2 separate regions of the Mus musculus genome follow, and region 1 is linked to region 2. The links are chromatin contacts, called in public promoter capture Hi-C maps. All regions are on one chromosome and are shown on one strand. Each heading gives the region's core, a stretch centred on a gene start, on an enhancer-like site or on the middle of the called end of the contact. The rest is flanking DNA. Distances are from core to core; before and after follow the strand shown. Region 1 holds the start of Rbm33 (RNA binding motif protein 33). Region 2 holds the start of 1700096K18Rik (RIKEN cDNA 1700096K18 gene).

Region 1 (5,678 bases), core at 1,215-3,714, 2.8 Mb before region 2:
AACACATGTACAAGGTCAGGAATTTGGGGTGCATGGCAAAGCAGGCAGATATGCTTGTCCTCATAGGTCTTAAAAAACAATTTACAGATTAAGGTAATTGTTCAAGAGAAAATAAGAGTGTTACTAGATGGAGAGGGAGGCACTGAGGTAGCAAACAGATAAATAGAAGCCAATGATTTCTCTAGTAAGGCCTCCTCCCTCAGGAGCCGGAGCATGCTGAATCAGGAGACAGTTACAGGATATTTGATCACACTGTGATCCCCCCAAGATTGTGTTACTTACTAAAAACAAAACAAAACAAAACAAAAACAAAAAAAATGTTTCTAGTTGTATCTCAGCCTTAGCACCTTTAATCCCTCCGCTGGAATACAGACATGCCCTTAGTACACACTTTTAATCCCAAACAAGGAAGGTAAAGTTAGTTTATAGAAGAAAGCACCAATGTTTGAAAGGGATGTCTAATTGAGTGGCAGACAATAAGTGAAAATAAGGAAGGGAGAGAGGGAGGAATGGAGGGATGGAGGGATGGAGGGAGGGAGGGAGGGAGGGAGGGAAAGGGAAAGAAGGAAAAAGAAAAGGAGGAAGGGGGCAGTTTTACTGGCGAGTTTTACAAAGACAGGTTGAAGGAGAGAACAAGCCAGAAAATGAGAAGAAGCCAGAAGATTAGAAAAGGTTGCTAGAGTTGGTGTGAGGCCAAACAGAGCAATCCAGGAGAAGCCATCCCAGAGAAGCCAGATCGATCAGCTTGAGAAGAGCTTGAGCCAAAACAGCTAAGTTGAACCAGCCAGGGTTCAGAAAGAACTAGAAAGGGTGAACTTACCCAACAGTAAGCCTCAGAGATGACCAACTACCAATAGGAGTGTAACCCCTTCAAGGCAGGAACAGTGTACTGCACATGGGCTGAAGAGGTCCAGCAGTTCCAGGACTGCAGAGCTGCTGAGCACCAAGGTGAATATTCAAAAGAACTTGCCTACTTTCCCAAGGAGTTTGGATTAAGTCTAAGCAATGGAAATGCTGACAAGATATTAAGATGGAAGAAAAATTCCAAACTTCCAAAAAGGCAATCTAGCCTTCTAAAATTACAACCCTCAAACTTTCTGGCTAAAAACTAATATACAGCCCTCAAGTTTTATTTGTGTGGATATTTATCAGTTTTTACTATTAAAGTTTTAAATGAGAAACTTAAAAGATCATAAAAGCGCATAGTCCCCAAGCCATCCATGTCAAGTCTTCACATGCCACACAGCCTCTGGAAAACCAAACCACACTAGTGAGAAAAAATGGAAAATGAAAATATCATCTTCATCTTTTAAAAACAGCTTTGACCCAAGGGCTCCCATAACACTGAGACTCACATATAAAACCTTAAGTTTTTACCTTCTCTAATCAGGTAGAGTAGACAAAATGTATTTTAAGCATTTAACTAGAAAGCCTCGAATCTGCATGTTAAAAAAAAAAAAATCATCTATGTAAGCTGGCAGTGACATATACCATACCACATCCTGCCAGAAATGGCATTCTGGATGTAGTCTCTGCCGTTTGGGTTTTTTGTTTTGAGGTCAGAACTCCTAAGCAGGGTTGTTTAACATGCCCACCCCAACCCCCAATCTGTAAGTAAGCATCACTAACACCTCTGGAATATGTAGAATAGTTCAAGTGTCTATAGCCAGAACTAGCTGGCAAATGCTTTTGTTGTCCACATTTTACCGTGAGGGTCTTTTATCCAAGTCCTGAAACGTCATTTTTTTTATTGTTCCACATCTTTAAAAAAAAAAAAAAAAAAAAAAACCCTCGTTCAACAAAACGTGGTTTTACTTATAACTGGCTAGTCTTTCCATATCGTTTACGATTGCGAAATGAAAATACTCAAACAACTGGTTCAGTAACCAACCCTTTGTACACGGTCTTCATCCCTTTCAAGCATACTGCCAAACACAAGTTTTCCTTAGATGATAATAGGTTTATTTAAAGCACCCTAATAAACCGCAAAATTCTTTTTACACTGAGTAGGCTGCTTGCCGCTGCCCAGGGCGCATCTTCCAAGAAGACTGGAAGTCGCCAGGGCCCCCCGACCCCGTCGCGGGGCCGCCGCCGACCTCGCGTCGCCGCCTCGGGCCTAACGCTCCGCGCTCCCGGCCTGAACGGCGGCGGCAAGCCCGGGGCGGCTCCGTCTGTGGCGGGGCAGCACGAAGGCCCTACATAAAGGGTGCCCGGTCTACGGCCCCCGCCGCGGCCCACGTACCTCCAGCGCCTGCTCCTCCGCCTGCGCCCAGGGCGGCCGCCATGGTGGTCCCCGGGCCCGGCCTTCAGCCGTCCCCCGAGCTCCTGGCAGGCCGACGGCTCTGGTGCGGGCCGGGGAGGCGGGGGAGCGGCGAGGGCCGGCGCCCGCGAGCGAGCAGAGGCGAGGCCCGCGCGTCGCGGTCCGCAGCGGACCCTCGCCTCCGCAGGAAGAAAACAACACTACGGCAACATGGCCGCGCCGCGGTGCACGCCGGGAGCAAGGCGGGCGGAAGAGCCAGGCGGCGGCGGGCGGACGCCTAAGGTCCCGGGTGCCTGAACGCCAGCGAGTGCCCGGCGGCGCGCGCTAGAAAGAGCAGCGCACAGACACAGTTTCGGCCGGGCTGGAAGGCCGAGGCTTCAGGCGGGAGGAGTGTGGACGGCCACACGCCGTAAAGTCGACATAAATCGCCTTGCAGCAGTAGGCGCGGCTGCGCTTTACGACGGCTGAGCCGCCGTGGCAAGTGGAGCCGAAGCGCGGCCGGAGACGCTAACGGCCGAGTCTGGCTACCGCGCCCCCAAGCTTGAGGCGCGCGAACGCTACATCGACGCACGCGCACTCGCGTTCGCGCGAGCTGGCGGAAAGCCTCGCGCGTAGGGTCTTAGGAAAGGAGAGGAGGTGTGTGGCGGTGGCACTAGGTACCACGACCTCAAAGACGGACTCCAGAGCATCCTAAAGCAAGTCCCCAAGCCTGCGGCTTTGAGGACGAGGTTTCGGGCAAAAGCGAGCTGGGAAGGCGGAGGAGCCCCGCAGGTGGGCCCTTGGAGAGGCCCGGCATGGAGGCTGGTCGCCGCTCAGTGAGAATTCCAGACGCGGGCATCCACATTCCCGGAAAGTCTTAGGGAGCTAAAAGAATGTCTGCTGTGAAATTCAACTTTTAGGTGATTGAAATTTTTCCTCATAAAAAAAAAAAAAAATCCCTAAAATCCCTGCTTTATAATGTTCATTTAAGAAACAGAAGGAAAAAAAATTCCTTTTTTAAAAAATCGTCATGAAGTCATTGCCCAATAAAAGTAAGCCTGGCATGGAGCCTCACTGACTAACTAGATTTCTGTCAGAAAGCACATTAATTCATATCTAAACTGCTTGAACCCCTTGTCACCTTTTCCTAATTTTTACACTGTTCAGGATGGACTACCCAACTGAGAATATTTTCAAGATAATATCAGTGCTGGTCTTGAGAAAGACCTCTCAAAAATAGGTACAATGATAAAATTACTTCATAATACTTTATAACGTATTACACATGAAAAAAGACGTGCATCTCAATTATAGCAAATGAAGATTAAATTGCTCAAAGGCCACTGAATATCCACTTCGAATGAGTCAGGATTTCAACTCTATGTCTGCCTTGACTCAAATCTCATGTTCTAACATAGCTATGACCTTAAGAAAGTAGTTTTCTTAATTTCACCTAAAACTGAAATTCTCCAGGACAGGAAACTCTAAACATTCTGTACTGAAACATTCACTAGAAAAACATTTAACCTGTATGTAGGAACACCTAGTATTTAGAGATGTGATCACTTGCTGTGAGTACAGATTTAATCACCCCCTTTTCCTTATCACTACATACCACTTCAGTCAGCTCTCTAACTTCCTCTAGAAACCTGTTAAAGGCTCAGTGTCAACCAGGAAACCAAACTGCAACGCTTGTGGTGAAAATGGTTTCAGAGCACGGCTCAGCCCTTAAATACCTCACAGGAACCTCGCCCTCTGTGCTTTCCTAATTGAGGTTACTATCTAAACGTGAGGGTTTAAGAATGAACTCTCAGCCCGGCGTGGTGGCACACGCCTTTAATCCCAGCACTCGGGAGGCAGAGGCAGGCAGATTTCTGAGTTCAAGGCCAGCCTGGTCTACAAAGTGATTTCCAGGACAGCCAGGGCTATACAGAGAAACCCTGTCTCGAAAAAAAAGGAACTCTCAGAGCTATTAGATACACTGGCTTCTATAGGTCAGTAGCTTTTAAGCCAAGGAGGCACCTTCCCCTCAGTGAGTACCTAGGTGGCCTTGGAGACACACTGTGCCTTCATTGACACCTAACACCCAAATCTTGGCTTTTGAATCCTATATTCCAAAAGAATAGTTTCTATTTGAAACACTTCACCTGAGTTAACTAACACTTCAATTATGAGTGAATAAAAATCTTGTGTACCTACAGAATGAAGTAGGAGAACAATGTCTTTTGTGGAGATCAAAGACGTCTACCTAACACCCAGTGTAGTCACTGACCAGCTATAATAAAGACTTTCTATTGGCTTAAATAAATAAACAAACAAATAAATAAAATGGAATAGTGACTGAAAGCACAAAAAGTAAAGCAAGTTAGAAGCACAGGCAGTCTATAAGTCATGGAATGATCATTTGCTCCACACTCTATGCCTCCATAAGGGCCGTACATTTTACTAATTAAAAAGTGGGGCAAGTGAAGATTAAATTAATCAAAAGTCTCTGGATCTGCACTTTCAACAAATGAATCACGATTTCAACTCTGTATCCATCTTGACTCAAATCTCATGCTCTAACATAGCTATGGCATTGAGAAAGTAAAATCTTCTAACAAGAAAGAAATGGAATTCAGTGATCAATAGTTCTCCAGGGAGAGACGCTTTCTACATTCACATTTTCTTGTTGAAGAGACAGTATCTCCACTGCCTGCCCCGGGTGCATGCTGTCATGTCGTTCCTTCCATTATGAACTCTCCTTCTGGAATCATAGACCCAAATATAGACTTTCATATGTTTTTTGTTTTTTTTTTTTAAAAAGGCTATCTGAGTTAATTGTTGAGAAACTTCTACTGAAGAATGCTCTATGCGGGTTTGTAATCTTCAAAAGCATCACATTTATGAACGTCTGGGAAAAACAGGTAGGTGGAGTTCCTGGCTAAAGAAGAGTCATGGCCACCAAGTACAGCCCATGACTGAAATGGCTCTCCCAGGGAGATGTATCAGTGGGCCAATTGTGAAAATAGGAAGGCCACAGGATCAGAGAGGTGGAATATGACAGTTAACTGCTTGATTTTGATTGTTGTGGTTGGTAAGTAAGAATGCTTTGGCATACTAAACATAAAGGTGGAGGGTGGATACCTACTCAGAATTCACATAGTAATGCATTCAACCAAAACATGGAGTTAGATGGATGGTTCAGTGGTTAAAAGCATATACTGAGGGGCTGGAGGGATGGCTCATCCATTAAGAGCACTGACTGCTCTTCCAGAGGTCATGAGTTCAATTCCCAGCAACCACATGGTGGCTCACAACCATCTGTAATGGAATCCAATGTCCTCTTCAGGTGTGTCTGAAGGCAGCGACAGTGTACTCCTATACATAAATAAATAAAACTTTAAAAAAAAAAAAGCATATACTGCATTCACAGAGGAGCAGTGTTTGGGTCCTAGTC
Region 2 (6,001 bases), core at 2,911-5,410:
GCATTTGGTCCCCAAGCTGCACCTCCACACCGTAGTTTCTCTCCTTTGGTTGTACGAATGACATGCTCACAAAACACTGTAAGAAACCTGGAACCTTTCTGATTCTGTCCTCTTTTAGTTTTTGGTGAGAAATCAATTGTCTTTGAATGTCTACTTGAATGGTAGTAGTTTTTGTCTCGTGAAACAATGTCTAAGGTTTTACACTCTAGTCCAAGCTAGCTCAGAACCAGATATGGATCCTAGACTGACTCTGCCTCTTGAGTTCTAGGATCACACAGGCCCTATTTCTAGCTTTTCGTATTTGAGATAAATGAAAGGAGTATCTTTTATTTTTATTGATTCTTTGTGAATCATGGACCCCAGCTCCACTCTTGTTGTTGTTGTTGTTCAAGACAGGGTTTTTCTGTGTAACCCTGGCTGTTTTGGAACTCACTTTGTAGACCAGGCTGGCCTAGAACTCAGAAATCCTCCTGCCTCTGCCTCCCAAGTGCTGGGATTAAAGGCGTGCGCCACCCCTGCCCAGCAAGCTCCACTCATCTTTATGTCCCTCGGTATCTGCCCTCGGCCCTTGCAATCTCTCCTGAAAAAAAAAAAAAATCTTGTAGTAGAAGCCTTGGGTGTCACACCCTTTTGTTCAAACAGCTTCACCAGCAAATGTTCCTTGTAGTGAGTCAGAGGTCTGGTTCGAGGCCCCAGGCTACACTATCAGTGCTAGATCCTTATCAGGACTCCTCTCAGATATCCTGCTGTTGCCCCTTGTCATGGAAATCCTACAGTTTCTGCAGGTTGTAGTCCATTCACTAGCTCCAGTAGTTCACAGAAGGAGTAGATGTTGGGGTGGGGATCTTTTGTTTTTTGTTTTGTTTTGTTTTGGTTTTTTTTTTTTGAGACTGGGTTTCTCTGTGTAGCTAACCAACCCCCACCCCCCCTTCACCCCCCCACCCCCCTCCACCCCCCCACCCCCCCTCCCCGCTGTCACGGAAACTTACTCTGTAGACCAGGCTGGCCTGGAACTCAGAAATCCGCCTGCCTCTGCCTCCCGAGTGCTGGTATTAAAGGCGTGCGCCACCCAAAGCCCCTGGATCTGGGTGGGTGTTAGTTGAGTTGGTCAGCTTGCCAATTCTCCTGCTTTGCCCAGGGGGAAAAAAAAAAAAAAAAAAAGGGAGGGGGGGAAGGGCAGCTCCCTTGCCTGCAGCCGGCTTCAAGGGACAGGGCTAGCTTTCCAGAACGCTATCTCTCAGGCCTGACTCCCCAGCACACCACCAGCGCCAGCTCTACCAGCTCTCAAGGGAGGTGCTGCCTAGGCAAGAGGGCTGCCCTCCCTCCTGCAGCAGCTGGCAAGGGGGTGGGAGGCAGCTCTTCCTTGCTCACACCAAGTAGTTTTTCTTACGTGATTGGCCAGTTTTAAAATGACACACTGCATTAAAACGTTTAAGAAAAATAAGCTGTGCCTAGTGGCATAGGCCTTTATCTCAGCAATACAGAAGTCTGAGGCCAGAGGAGTCTCTAAAACTTGAGGCCAGCCTAGGATACATACTGAATTCAAGGCCATCATTGGGTATCTGAGACCCTATCTCAGAAATAAAACAAAAGGACTGTGCTGGAGAAGGCCCGGAGGGGCTCTGCGTTCTGGAGTGGCGCTGCTTGGGCCAGCTGCTTGCTGGGTGAGGGCTGCTGGTGTTACATTTGAGGAAAACTGCGACAGGATATGTTTGGCACTTCCCCCGACGGGATCCCAGCTGCCATGAGTGCTGCCCAGGAGTCTCATATGCATGCACGAGGTGAAGCGTTCAGCTTCCCCCGGCGGTAATCTTGTACCTAGCAATTGGGAGGCAGCAGACTTGGGCAATGAAGAAAGAAAACAAGAGTTCTTGAGACTTATGGGTGCAGAAAAGAACACACTGGTCATCTTGTTATAGGAGATCACAAATTAACATCTCACTTCTGATCAGGGGAAGAAGGCAAGAAAAGTCATGAAGAGCTGGAGAGAGTACCAGCAGAGCATGGACAGCAAGTTGTCAGAAGTTTAACATGACTTCCTATTGTAATACCTATGGGATAAGTCATAAGTTGTAATACCAATGGGATAAGTCCATGACAGGAGTTCATACTCATGTTTTTGACACTGTTGACTTTGCTTATTGCTAATATCAAGGTGTATTTTTTTTTTGTTGAAGGAAGAAAACCTTTGTAGTTGTATAGTCTGCTTAATATTAACTGACAGTAAAGAATGACCAGCGCACTGCGCATGGGCAAGTTCTGGGTTCTATTCCCAAGGAGATGGAAGAATTAAACAGCCTTCAATGGGAAAAGACTTCAAAATCTTGGAAATTAAAAACAAAAGGGAGGTGTGGCCAGGAGGCTGTCTCCTGGGTTAAGAGTGCTTGCTGCTTCTTCCAAGGACCCAAGATCACTTCCCAGTACCAAAAGCTGGCGTACAACCTTTTGGAATTAACCCAAGCTCCAGGGATCCACGACTTTCTTCTGGCCTCAGTGGACAGTTACATATAGGTAATGTAAAAACAGAGACGTGCTGGGCGTGGTGGCGCACGCCTTTAATCCCAGCACTTGGGAGGCAGAGGCAGGTGGATTTCTGAGTTCGAGGCCAGCCTGGTCTACAAAGTGAGTTCCAGGACAGCTAGGGCTATACAGAGAAACCCTGTCTCGAAAAACCAAAAAAAAAAAAAAAAAAAAAAAAAAAACCAGAGACGTATAAAGACAATTTTTAATGCTGGTGGCAGTGTTGTACACCTTTAATCCCAGGAATAGAGGGGCAGAGGAATCTCTGAAATTTCAGTCAATGTGATCTATACAGGTGAGTTCCAGGCTATCTAAGGATACATGAGACCCTGTCACAGGGTGGAAATGCGTTCCATTCCTAGGTAAAAGAATAGCATGCCCACAAGTTGTCCTCTAACCTTAATGCTCTCACAGAAAAATAAAATCATACACAAACATTTTTATATATTTAAAGGCAAAGAATTCTTAACCAAATTGACTAAAGATAGGAACAGTAATTCCCTCTGGAAAATTAGCTGGCTGTAAAAAATGAGTTATAATGAAAAGACAATAACCTCACTATAAAGGCCTGTCTTGAATTTTAATTTTTTACAAGATTGGACTTCCAGTTCCTAGTAATGTACATGGTAATAAACATGAAGAAGCATTATTCAAATGTAAATGCTAATTGTTTTTATGTTTAATTTAAGCACTATTTTTTTTTTGTTTGTTTTGGTTTTTTTGAGACAGGGTTTCTCTTTTAACCATGGCTGTCCTGGAACTCACTCTGTAGACCAGGATGGCCTCAAGCACTATTTTTTTAACCAGACTTAAAATTAATAGAAGCGAAAGAATCTTCAGAGTGGGAGGGGCTTCAAGAAAGAACGACAAAAAGGCTATACAGGCTATTTTAAATGTACAAAATTTATATCTGTGTATACTGCAAATAATGTGCCTTCCAAAAAGGCTAAAATGTAAAGGCAAAACAAATTATTTCACTGATGAACCACTCATTTGGTAATGTCTTTCTTTACATTTGGGTTTTTTTTTTTAAAAATCTAGAGATACTGAATAGAAGTATTCACAAAATATCCATTGGTTAGAGTACGGTGTTCGAACGAAAATGAAAGGTTTGTAACCGGTCGTTTCGCTGTAGTACTGTAAGAAAGCTTTTAAATAATTAGTGCAGAATTCCAGCGTAGTATTGCAACCCAGCGTCTGTGGCCATGTCACCTTTAAGTGTGTGCAGTTTGGAAGAGCAGAGTTAGTTGGGTATTGTTAAAACAGCGTCGTTGTGTCGTGCGGGGACGTTCTCATCTTCTGAATGAGCGAGAGGGAGAAGGGCCCCGCCGTGGTCCCCTAAGCAGTGAGGCTCTGGGCGAATAATCGCACGGGATGCTGCGTGACAGTGGCTGGACGCCCGCGCCATTGTGAGGTCGGCGGCGCGGATCCGAACCTGTATTACTTCTCGGTGAGGCGGACTTGCGGGCCCTTGGACCGAGGTCAGCTCCGAGTGGAGAACAGGTAACTCAGGGGCCGGATCCCTCCGCGACAAGTAGTGCGCTGTGCGCTTTCCCGAGCCCACGGCGGGCGCCGGAGATCGCGGACCTGGCTCCCGGAGGATCGGCGGGCACTGGCCCGAAGGCTAGGAGACCTTCGGCAGCCCGAAGGCTGGAGCGGGCCGGCGAACGGCAGGTGTCCGCCCCGCCCCCACCCCCGCGGGCAGGAAGAGGAAGCGGTGCGGCCCGGCCCCGGGGCCACCCGCAGGGCCTCGCGGGGCGGGGGCGCCGGAGCTACAAGAAGCGCGTGACCTAGTTCGTCCCGAAGTGGACTTGACAGGTTGTCATCGCGGCTCCCCGCCCCCACTGTCTTCCGGGTCTGGCTCCTCCCCCACCCTCGAGCTCCCACTGGCCTCGCCCAAGCTGTACTCCCTGCCATTGGCTTCAAACCAGGGGCCACGCCCCAACCCAGCTCGCCCTGCCATTGGCCACGCGTCCCAGGCCGCTCTCCCAGTCATTGGCTTCGTCCCAGAGGCCCCGCCCCCAGTCTTGCTGGTCCTCGGGTTGGCCTTGCAGCGCCCCTCTTTCGGCTCGTCCTCCTATTGGCCCCTCGCGCCAGGCGCCTTGCCTCCTATGGTCCGCGGTGGATTCCAGCTGGTCACTGTTGAGTTTGTTCCCGTGGGCATTCCGGTTTCTGTCGGCTTCCCTCCCTCTTTGCTGCGTTTCTTCCTGCTTTCTTTGGGTCTGGGAGCCCGGGCCTCGATACCTGGTCCCGGTCCCAAACTCAATGTAGCAGCGATCTACATTTGCCTCTGTACCCCGCCGCACCCCGCCCCTTTCAACTCCTTCTTCCCCAGCCCCCACGCACACCGCCTTCATTCCCTCACACCTCTCCTTAAATTCGGCTGAGTGGAACAGACTTCATTTCGAAATCAGGGAGAGGGGTTAAGTGATAAACGTCAATATCAATATTAGCTGGTTTTGGTTCCAGAAAGGAACTGGACGGCCCAGATCATTCAAACATTTTGTTGTTGATGGTGGTGGGGGTAGTGCTTTTCTTTGGGTGTGTCTTAGGTTTGGAGGTTTCTTCAAACAGGATCTCACCTCTCCCTTTGTATCTCTGACTGGTTTGGAACTCGCTAGTTCCTTGGTACGGGGTTTGACTGCAGAAGCCAGAGAGGGCGGCCGCTGGGTTCCTGGAGCCGCTGGTTGTGGGCCACCTAACTTGGGGGCTCCTCTGCAGAAGGTTTCATCTCTCCACCCTGGGATTGAATTTTTTTAATTAATTTTCATTTTATGTGCATTGGTGTTTTGCCTGCCTGTATGTCTGTGTAAGGATGTTAGATTCCAGTCGGAGTTACAGTCGCAAGCTACCTTGTGGGTGCTCGGAATTGAACTAAAGTCCTCTGGAAGAGCCAGAGCTGTGAACCTGAGTCATCTTTGCAGTCCCAGGACTTAGTTCCTAAAGTGACCAAATTTGTTACTCCAAAAATAATAGGCTGCCTTTCCTGAGTAGCAGTCAAATTTCCATTGTTTATGCAATATTGACATTTAAAATTTACATGTGTACTTTCTATAATTGAGCTAGCTTTTTTAAATCGTTTTAGAGAATAGAAATAAGCTGGGCAGTGGTGGCTCATGCCTTTAATCTCAGCTCATGAGAGGCAGAGGCAGGCGCATTTCTTAGTTTGAGGCCAGCCTGGTCTACAAGAGTGAGTTCCAGGACAGCCAGGGCTACACTGAGAAACCAAGGGGTGGGGGGGAGGGGGAGGGGAGAGAGAAGAAATAAACTGATAAAACTGCACAGTGCAATGTAGTCTCCAAGAGAAATTTAGTTGAAATTTGAAACTGGCCTAGCCTTTGCTGGTGAGCAGAGGAAGGGTTACAGATCCCAGGCCTGTCAGGGCTGTGCATTGAAACCCTGTCTTCTGGGGGTTGTCTTAATCCCCACTGTGGTAATTCTGGTACTCTCCGCATTTGGGATTTGGGGGCAGGAAGAATTC

The links. Capture Hi-C pulls out chosen DNA fragments and counts their contacts.
Region 1: a contact with region 2 is called in a promoter capture Hi-C map of liver, with 2.9 times the contacts expected there. The contact joins the promoter of Rbm33 here to the promoter of 1700096K18Rik in region 2. A contact is called at or near these places in 2 of 39 promoter capture datasets (cranial neural crest and hippocampal neurons) and 1 of 9 other capture datasets (liver).

Annotation. Positions count from the first base shown.
Region 1 is chr5:28,313,975-28,319,652 of GRCm38.p6, reverse strand. Rbm33 (RNA binding motif protein 33) reads right to left here and starts at 2,464. Exons shown (of 19, transcript NM_028234.1): 1 at 2,243-2,464. The coding sequence starts at 2,285. Gm35602 (a long non-coding RNA gene) reads left to right here and starts at 2,566. Exons shown (of 5, transcript XR_003955879.1): 1 at 2,566-3,159; 2 at 5,046-5,145.
Region 2 is chr5:25,528,177-25,534,177 of GRCm38.p6, reverse strand. It overlaps 1700096K18Rik (RIKEN cDNA 1700096K18 gene), which reads right to left and starts at 4,160. Exons shown (of 1, transcript NR_027388.1): 1 at 2,712-4,160.